Linked DNA regions of Macaca mulatta: region 2 is linked to region 1. Evidence: chromatin contacts called from public Hi-C data. All regions are on one chromosome and are shown on one strand. The core of a region is the stretch at or near the end of the contact, and the rest is flanking DNA. Distances in the headings are between cores, read along the strand shown.

Region 1 (3,822 bases), core at 156-2,655:
AGAGTGATTTTTTTTCTTCTTTTTATTTTTATTTTATTTTATTTTATTTTTTTGACACGGAGTCTCGCTCTGTCACCAGACTGAAGTGCAGTGGCACAATCTCGGCTCCTTGCAACCTCCGCCTCCCGGGGTTCAAGCCAGTTGAACCCCTGCCTCAGCCTCCCAAGTAGCTGGGATTAAAAGCGCACACCACCACGCCCAGCTGATTTTTGTATTTTCAGTAGAGACAAGGTTTCACCATATTGGCCAGGATAGTCTCCATCCCCTGACCTCACGATCTGCCCGCCTCAGCCTCCCAAAATGCTGGGATTATAGGCGTGAGCCACCACGCCCGGCCCAGAGTGATTTTTTTTTAAACGGAAAAGCCAGAGTATGCCACCTCTTAGCTTAAAGCCCCCAGTGCTTTCCCAAAGTCCTTTCAGTGATCCATAAGGCCCTAAAGCTTTGGCCTCTCATGCTTCTCTGACCTCATTTCCTATCACTCTGTTCCTTGCTCTTCTGGTCCAGCCACAACAGGTCTTCCTGGTCACTCCTTCCTGCAAACACTGCACAGCTCACTCCCTCACCTCCTCTGATAATCTCGCTGAATGTTCCCTTTTCACAGAGGCACTCCCCATCACCTGACCGTGTTTCAATTTTCCTAATAACACTTATAACCTCCTGACATTTAACATGCTTGCCTATTGTTGCTCTCCTCCCACTAGAGTATAAATAAACTGCAGGAATAGATTGGCAGATAAGATACAGGATGCTCAGCTAAACTTGCATTTCACATACACAATGAATAATTTTTTAGTATGAGGATGTCCTAGATGTTGCATGGGACGTCTTAACGCTAAAAAATTGTTTGCTGTTTATCTGAAATTCAAACTTTACTGGGTGTCCTACATTTTCATTTGCTAAATCTGGCAACCCTACACAGGAAGACAAGCACCCTGGTTATTTTGTTCATGGCTGTATCCCCAGCGCTAGAACAGCTCCTGACACGTAGTAAGTAAGCTCTCAATAAATATTTATTGACTGAATGAATGTGTTCATTAATCTGAAACGCGCCTAAACTTTTAATAGCCTGTGTGAGAGTCAGAGGGGCGGAGCCTTCAGACTTGGTTAGTCCAGTTCACAACTGGGTGCCTGGGCGGCTGATAAACTTTCCAGGTAGGTCGAGCAGCTGGGTACTTTGCCTGCCCCGCCCGCGCTCCGCAGGATGCAGAACTCCACCCGGCTCAGAGGAGCAGCAGGTCCCGGAAGCCCTCCTGGGGGCGGGGCCACCCTAACCGGAGGGTGGGACCCAGCCCCAGCAGGGGCAGGGCCCCTTTAACACCCCACCTCTCCGCCTCGACTTTCGCCCCGGCGTGACGTCACCCAGGCGGGCGACCAATGGGAGCACGGCTTACTGGCAGGCGGTGCCGGTGGCCGCTGCCAAAGGGGAAGTCATCTGGGGCTGGAGCGATGGCCCGGGTCTGGAGCCCGCGGCCGCCGCCGCCGCCGCCACCAACACCAACAACAAAGTGTCGGGAGCAGCCGCGGCCGAAGCCGGAGCAGGGGCCGGAGTCGCGGCTGGAGTGGGGCCTGCGCGTGTGAGTGGCCGAGAGTTGCCCGTGCCGGAGACCTCAAACTACGGGCGGGAGCGCTTTCTGTCGGCCAAGCCGCCGTAGCCCGCGGCACCGTGTCCCCAAGGCCCAGACAGCGGGGCGGGGGTCTAGCAGGCGCGGGACTGGCTTCTCTCAGGCCGACCCTTCGAGCCGGGATCCGGATCTTCCTCGGCCTCGGGCCTCCTTCACGTTCAGGACGGAGGCCGGAGAACGGTGATCATCACACACCCCAGCCGGCTTCCTGGGCCGGGCATTTTCTCTGCGGCCAAGCAGTGTTGGGATTGTAACTGCTGGGAGCCGCCTCCTGCCGCCACCTGTCCTGCCAGGAAGGGACTGACGCGTTCCCACGTTCTTGCTCTGCACCTCCCCGCTCTCTTCCCATTCAAGAACAAGTTTCTCTTCCCTCTCCGTTGGAAATCCTCCCCCGGAGGTACAAAACACCTATTTTAAGCGTGCCCTTCCTCAGCTCCTGGAGCACTCTTAGAAGTATTGCCTACTTATCCGGGCTGAGAATCCTTCATTTTTGACTTGGCTTTTTTTCGCCCTGTGGAAGATAAAGGCCCCTTTCCACCCTGTACTAACACTCTGCGTCCAAGGCCTTATCCTTTGGGGTCACCAGCTCCTTGGCCATTTCTATGTGATTTCCCCCACCCATCTGAGTTCCAGTTTCCTCTGGGCTCCAATCTCCAGTCCCTGGCGGATCTGGTCAGTCCCACCCCTAGGTGGGAGTGACCAGGGGGCTCTGGCCCAGGATCTCCAACCCTGGAAGGCAGCTCCAAGGCAGGAAGAGAATTGGGCGTCGGGTACGAACCTGGCAGCTCAGGAGTCGGGGCTCCACTTACCCCACACAAAAAGATGAAAAAGCGCAAAGAGCTCAATGCACTGATTGGTTTGGCTGGGGACAGCCGGAGAAAGAAGCCCAAGAAAGGCCCAAGCAGTCACCGCCTGCTTCGCACTGAGCCTCCCGACTCAGACTCTGAGTCCAGCTCCGAAGAGGAAGAGGAATTCGGTGTGGTTGGAAATCGCTCTCGCTTTGCCAAGTGAGTAGTGGTGAAAGGTGGAATGGGAAGAAGGCATCTCCTTGCACTACCAAGGGGCCACATTGACAGGAAGGAGAAAGGAATTCCTTAGGAAGAAAAAAGGGTGTAGACCTTGGAAGTCAAAGAGGGAAAAACGGTTTTAGGGAAAAGGTAAGTTCAGATCCTGAATGAAGAATAAGTTAGAGACCTGTCTTTAGGTGTAGAAAGAAAATCTCCAAATCCGAGGTGGAAATATGGAGTTGGGAGAATGTGCCAAGAGCCCAGGGAGTCCTAAAGAAGCGAAGAATGGAGACAGAGGAGCAGAGAAGCTTTGGAGACTAGACCTTTTGAAACAGTGTAGAACGAAGGAGAAACAGAGACTTTAAGACTGCAAATTATTTCGTTTTTGCACTCTTGATGATTCTGAATATTGGTGATGGGGAAATATGGTGAGAGATATAGTAGGAAGTAGGAGCCTTGAGAGTAGGTGGGGTGAGGGGGCAAAAGAAGAGGCATCATTTTCCCTCGTCATTCATAGGTGTAGAGACCACTAGGCAAATCAAGTAGTAAGATTTGAGAACATTGGGAATGGGGCTCAGGGTGGGAAAGGACCAAAGCGAACTTTAAAAACGCCCTTGGACTCTCTGGGCGCACACTAAAAGAAAAGAGGATTCTGCTGAAGATGTGTAAACAATGGCTAGGCAGAAGGTCAGGATGCTGACATTGAGTGGTTGGTTGGTTTAAAATGTCTTGTTTTGTTAAAGGAAGAGTTTGATTTCTAATGAGCTTTGTCAACTTAGGCTGTTAAGGGCAATCCTGGGTTTGGGTTATGAAGGTCTGATGAAGTGTTACCTTCATCAGAAGATACCTGGAGTAGTTACCCTGCTAGGTTAGTTTAGACCTTGAAAGTTGGTTGATGTTTTGTGTGAAATCTAGCCCCTTCTGTGTTTCCTTACTTCTGAGCCAATAAGCTAGAATACACCAGGTGTCCACTTAAAACTACAGATCCTGTTTCTTTCATTTCTTTTGCAGTAAAACTTGCTCAAAAGTTTATAAAGTTTCAGGAAACTGAAACAAGATTCCCCGGAGTGAGTGAGTATGCATTTGAGAGAGAGAAATCAATAGGGAAATTACAGTGCAGAGATGGAATTGCAGAGAAACATTGATCTTTACACTTTTGTGACCTGAGCTTGTATTCAAAGACCTCTCTC
Region 2 (3,805 bases), core at 210-2,709, 100 kb after region 1:
ATTTTAATTTGCTCCATAAGCAAGTGTTTGTTTATAGGGGATTCAGGGCAGAGAGTTAAGAGTCAGACATAAAAATACAGAGAACTTTAGACTGGGGCAAAAATTGGTGCTCAACAAAAGAACATATCCACAGTTCTATGAGCTGGGATTCATTTTTTATTTTTATTTTAGGTTCAAGGGTACATGTGTAGGTTTGTTATATAAGTAAACTCTGTGTCATGGGGATTTGGTGTACAGATAATTTCATCACCCAGGTAAGCAGCATAGTACCTGATGGGTATTTTTGTCTCATCCTCCCTCCTCCCGCCCTCCCCCCAAGCAGGCCCCAGTGTCTGCGGTTCCCCTCCTAGTATCCACGTAGTCTCATTGTTTAGCTCCTACTTATAAGTGAGAATATGCAGTATTTGGTTTTCTATTCCTGTGTTAGTCTGCTTAGGATAATGGCCTCCAGCTCCAGCCCATGTTGCTGCAAAGGATATGATCTGGGTTAAGGATCTAGCGTGTTCTCATGTCATCCAGCAAACAGAAGGTCCAGACACAAGGAGTGTCCAGTGTGCCATAGTAAATGCCCACCTCTGGCCTCTAGCTCTCCCCTACCCCTCCAGAGTGGCTTTTACAGCTAAGCTCTCTGCTTTGGTCTTCCTACCTAGAAGGCCTCCAATCTTCCCTCCCATCCCAGACAGAGCAGCCAACTGGTCCCTGGGCCTGGGGGCCACAGTGTGCACTGAATGCTGGTGAGATATCTCTCTGTCTTCGAAGGAACCCAGGTGATAGGGAGAGCAGATCGGATCTTGAGTGGTTTGGATTTGGTCGGAAGGAAGGAGGGAGAGAAGGTATTCTAAAATGGAACAGCTGGGATACAGGTCTGGAGGTAAGAAATGGGGTGACTCTGGGTGAGGAGCAAGGAGAATCAGCCCAGCCTGAGCCAGGCCCCCTCCCTGGTGAGGAGATGAAGTTTGTGATTTGAGGCTCTTCTGGGCCTGTCCCTCAGGGGTGAAGGACTCAGCTCATGATTCCCAAGGCGTTCATTCATTCCTTCACTCAATCATTCATTCATTCATCCATCAAGTGGGTTTTGAGTTCCTGCTATGTGCCAGGAGCTGAGGATATGGGAGTGGATAGGCCAGTCCTGATCCCTTATCGGGTCCCGGGACAAGTGTGACGCAGACGATTCTAGGAGGGCAAAGAAACCACCCTTATCTAGCAGCTCTTGTTTCTGCTCCAGAAGAAGCCGAGTTTTTCCCCATTTTACCGTCTGGGAACCTGAGGCTGCCTCCTTGGTGGAGGTCCAAGGAAGCACTGAGGGGGCGGGCAGCTCAGTCCTTTGTCCAGGGGGAAGCTGGGAGCCCGATATGGACTTTCCGGGAGGGTGGGGGCGAGTGCGTCTGTGTACTGGGGTGGAGGGGAGTCCCCTTTCTCCGCCCCTCCCCGCCCCGTGGCCGCGGCGTGGCGGGCCCGGGGCGGAGCTGGCGTCACCCGGGCAGGAGGGCGGCCGCAGCCGGCAGGACAGGCAGACGGACAGGCTGACAGGCGAGAGAACAGGCACTGCGGGACCGGCAAGGGAAGGGCGACCCTGTGGCTGGGAATGTGACCCCGCGGCCAGAGGAGGACCCGTGAGTGTGCGCCGTGCCCCTGCGGCCTCGCCGCGCACCCCGCCCGCCTGGCTTCCACTTTCATTTCTTCGGCTGTCTCGGCGTGGCACGGTCTGGAGGAGAGTCCCGCCCGAAGGCAGACTGGCCGCTGTCTTGGGGCTGGGGTCCAAGGCTCAGAGCTTCGAAAGTTGGGGTGGGGTTGGAGGGGGCGGTACGGGGCAGAGGGGAGGGGTTGGGGGGCGTGTTTTCGGGGAGCGGAAATGTCAGGCGGGCTCCTCTGGGTCCTACGACCTGCCTGGCCCTGGGAGCTGGTTGGGGGGGCAGGGAAGCCGGGGGTGGGCGTGGGTGGCTGCGCGCCTCAAGGAGAGCGTGGAGTCTTCGCCTCTACTTTTTCTCTTCGACTTCTGTCCTGAAGAGCGTCCCAGGCTGGATTCTGGGTTCAAACTGGGGCCATCCTCTGGCCCAGGCCCAAGGAGTGGTAGATGTAGCCTAGCAGGGAGCTAAATATCAGAAACAGGGAGGGTCACCCTGCTGTCTTCATCTGAGAAGCCCACATCCCCACCCAGGGAATGAGCAAGCCACTGCCACTCCAGGAGTGAAAGGATAGCCAGCACTGGGAAATGGGGGCTAGGAGGGGGAACAGCAATGGTTCAGGGAGGGACAGAGGTTTTGTGACAGAAACTCAGTGAGGGCATGGGGGTGGAGAGTGAAGGGAGTTAACCCTGTGGCTAGAAGAGTACCTGCCTTGCACCCACCCCCTGAGCTTACGTTTTCCTGGAAAGAGACCCAGGCCTTGAAGTTCCACAGGAGTAAGGTGGAACTCTAGCTCACTGGTCAGGACATCCCAGTTGCTGTGCGGAGTCAGTGTGTTGGGGACAGGAAGCAGGTTGGGCTGTTTGGTGGAGAAGATGCTTCCACTGTCCCTCCACTCCCCTCCTCTTCTCTGTCTGCACCAGACCATTGATAAGCCAGTGTAGGAAAATGGTGTTTTACCCTTGGTCATGAGCTGAGCCCCACCTCCTCTCAGTTCCCAATTCTGCTTGTAACTTGCTGTGTGAACACAGGCTCCTCAAGTCCTATTTTTAGGCCTCAGTTTCCTCATCTTGGCCTCAGTTTTCCCATGTGTACAAGTGAGCTGGGCCAGTTGATCTATCAGGGCTATTTTAACTCTAAGATTCTAGTCTAAGCTTTCCTTCAAGTCTGAACACTGACTTTGTGCCAGGCCTTTTCCTAAGCTGGGGCTGGGTTGGGGATGGAATGGAGACTGCGATGACCAAAAGCAGCCTCTACCCAAGGAGAAGGAGATCTGAGTTCAGGAGAGGAGGCTGTGGGAGGAGGTAGCAGCCAATCTGAGGATGTATGGTCAGGCAGGTGGAGGTATAAGAAAACATGCAGAGGCAAGAGAGTGGGGGCGTGTTCAGGAATCAGGAAGAAGCCCAGGGTGGTTGGTGTGGGGAGGTGGGAAGTGGGGCAGGAAAGGTAGGACAAGGTGCTGAATGCCAAGGTGGGGGCCTATTTCTAACTGTCATAAAGGGGGTCATGCAATGTGGGGAGCCCAGGAGCCCCGCCTAATTGCAGTGTGAGGGATTTGGGAAGCACTTGCCCCAAGCAGAGTTTAAAATGGAGATGGCAAGTGAAGCGCAGAAATCTCCTCTTTGCTCAGGAAACTGGGGTCCCACCCTGGGGACTTCTTTGGGTGAGAAGTTGAAGAGTCAGGATGGATGAGATGACCTTTCACATCTGTGAGTTTTTTTCAAGAGAACAAGTTCCTGCTGAATGGCCTGTTTCTACCCTCCAAGCTGCTCTCATTTTACCAGACTGCCCCCATCCTGGCCTGCCTTTGTGGGTTCAAGGAAGGACCTTTGTCTCAAACATCTCCCCTGCTAGTTTGACTTCTTGCCAGAATACCCCTCCCGCAATATGTGCCTTCCCTTTGCTTTTACCCAATTGTCACCTGGTTCCCACCCTCCCTTCCCCAATCCTGTCCCAGGGTTACCAGAGATGTGAGAAAGGACAGTGCTCTAGCATCAGTCAGAGGTCAAGCCCAGGCTTTGGCCATAAGCAAGCCTCAGAGTAGGGCTAAAGGCTAGAGTCAGGGCTCACACTTGCCAGAGCCTAGGTCAGAGGTCAGCCTGGAAAAAGAAGGCAATTCTTAGCTTATACTCAGCCTTAGTGCTCAGTCTAGGGGCAGGGTCAGTGCTTAGTTTGTGGCT

What was found. Hi-C and Micro-C count contacts between places; a contact is called where the count stands out from the background.
Region 2: a Hi-C map of CD4 T cells shows a contact between it and region 1, with 4 times the contacts expected there. The contact joins the promoter of MOB3C here to the promoter of EFCAB14 in region 1. A contact is called at or near these places in 2 of 14 Hi-C or Micro-C datasets (CD4 T cells and cortical neurons).

The regions. Positions count from the first base shown.
Region 1 is chr1:193,873,015-193,876,836 of T2T-MMU8v2.0, forward strand. EFCAB14 (EF-hand calcium binding domain 14) reads left to right here and starts at 1,406. Exons shown (of 10, transcript XM_015138873.3): 1 at 1,406-2,632. The coding sequence starts at 2,448.
Region 2 is chr1:193,972,956-193,976,760 of T2T-MMU8v2.0, forward strand. MOB3C (MOB kinase activator 3C) reads left to right here and starts at 1,460. Exons shown (of 4, transcript NM_001260946.1): 1 at 1,460-1,613. All of the region lies in intron 11 of ATPAF1 (ATP synthase mitochondrial F1 complex assembly factor 1), which reads left to right.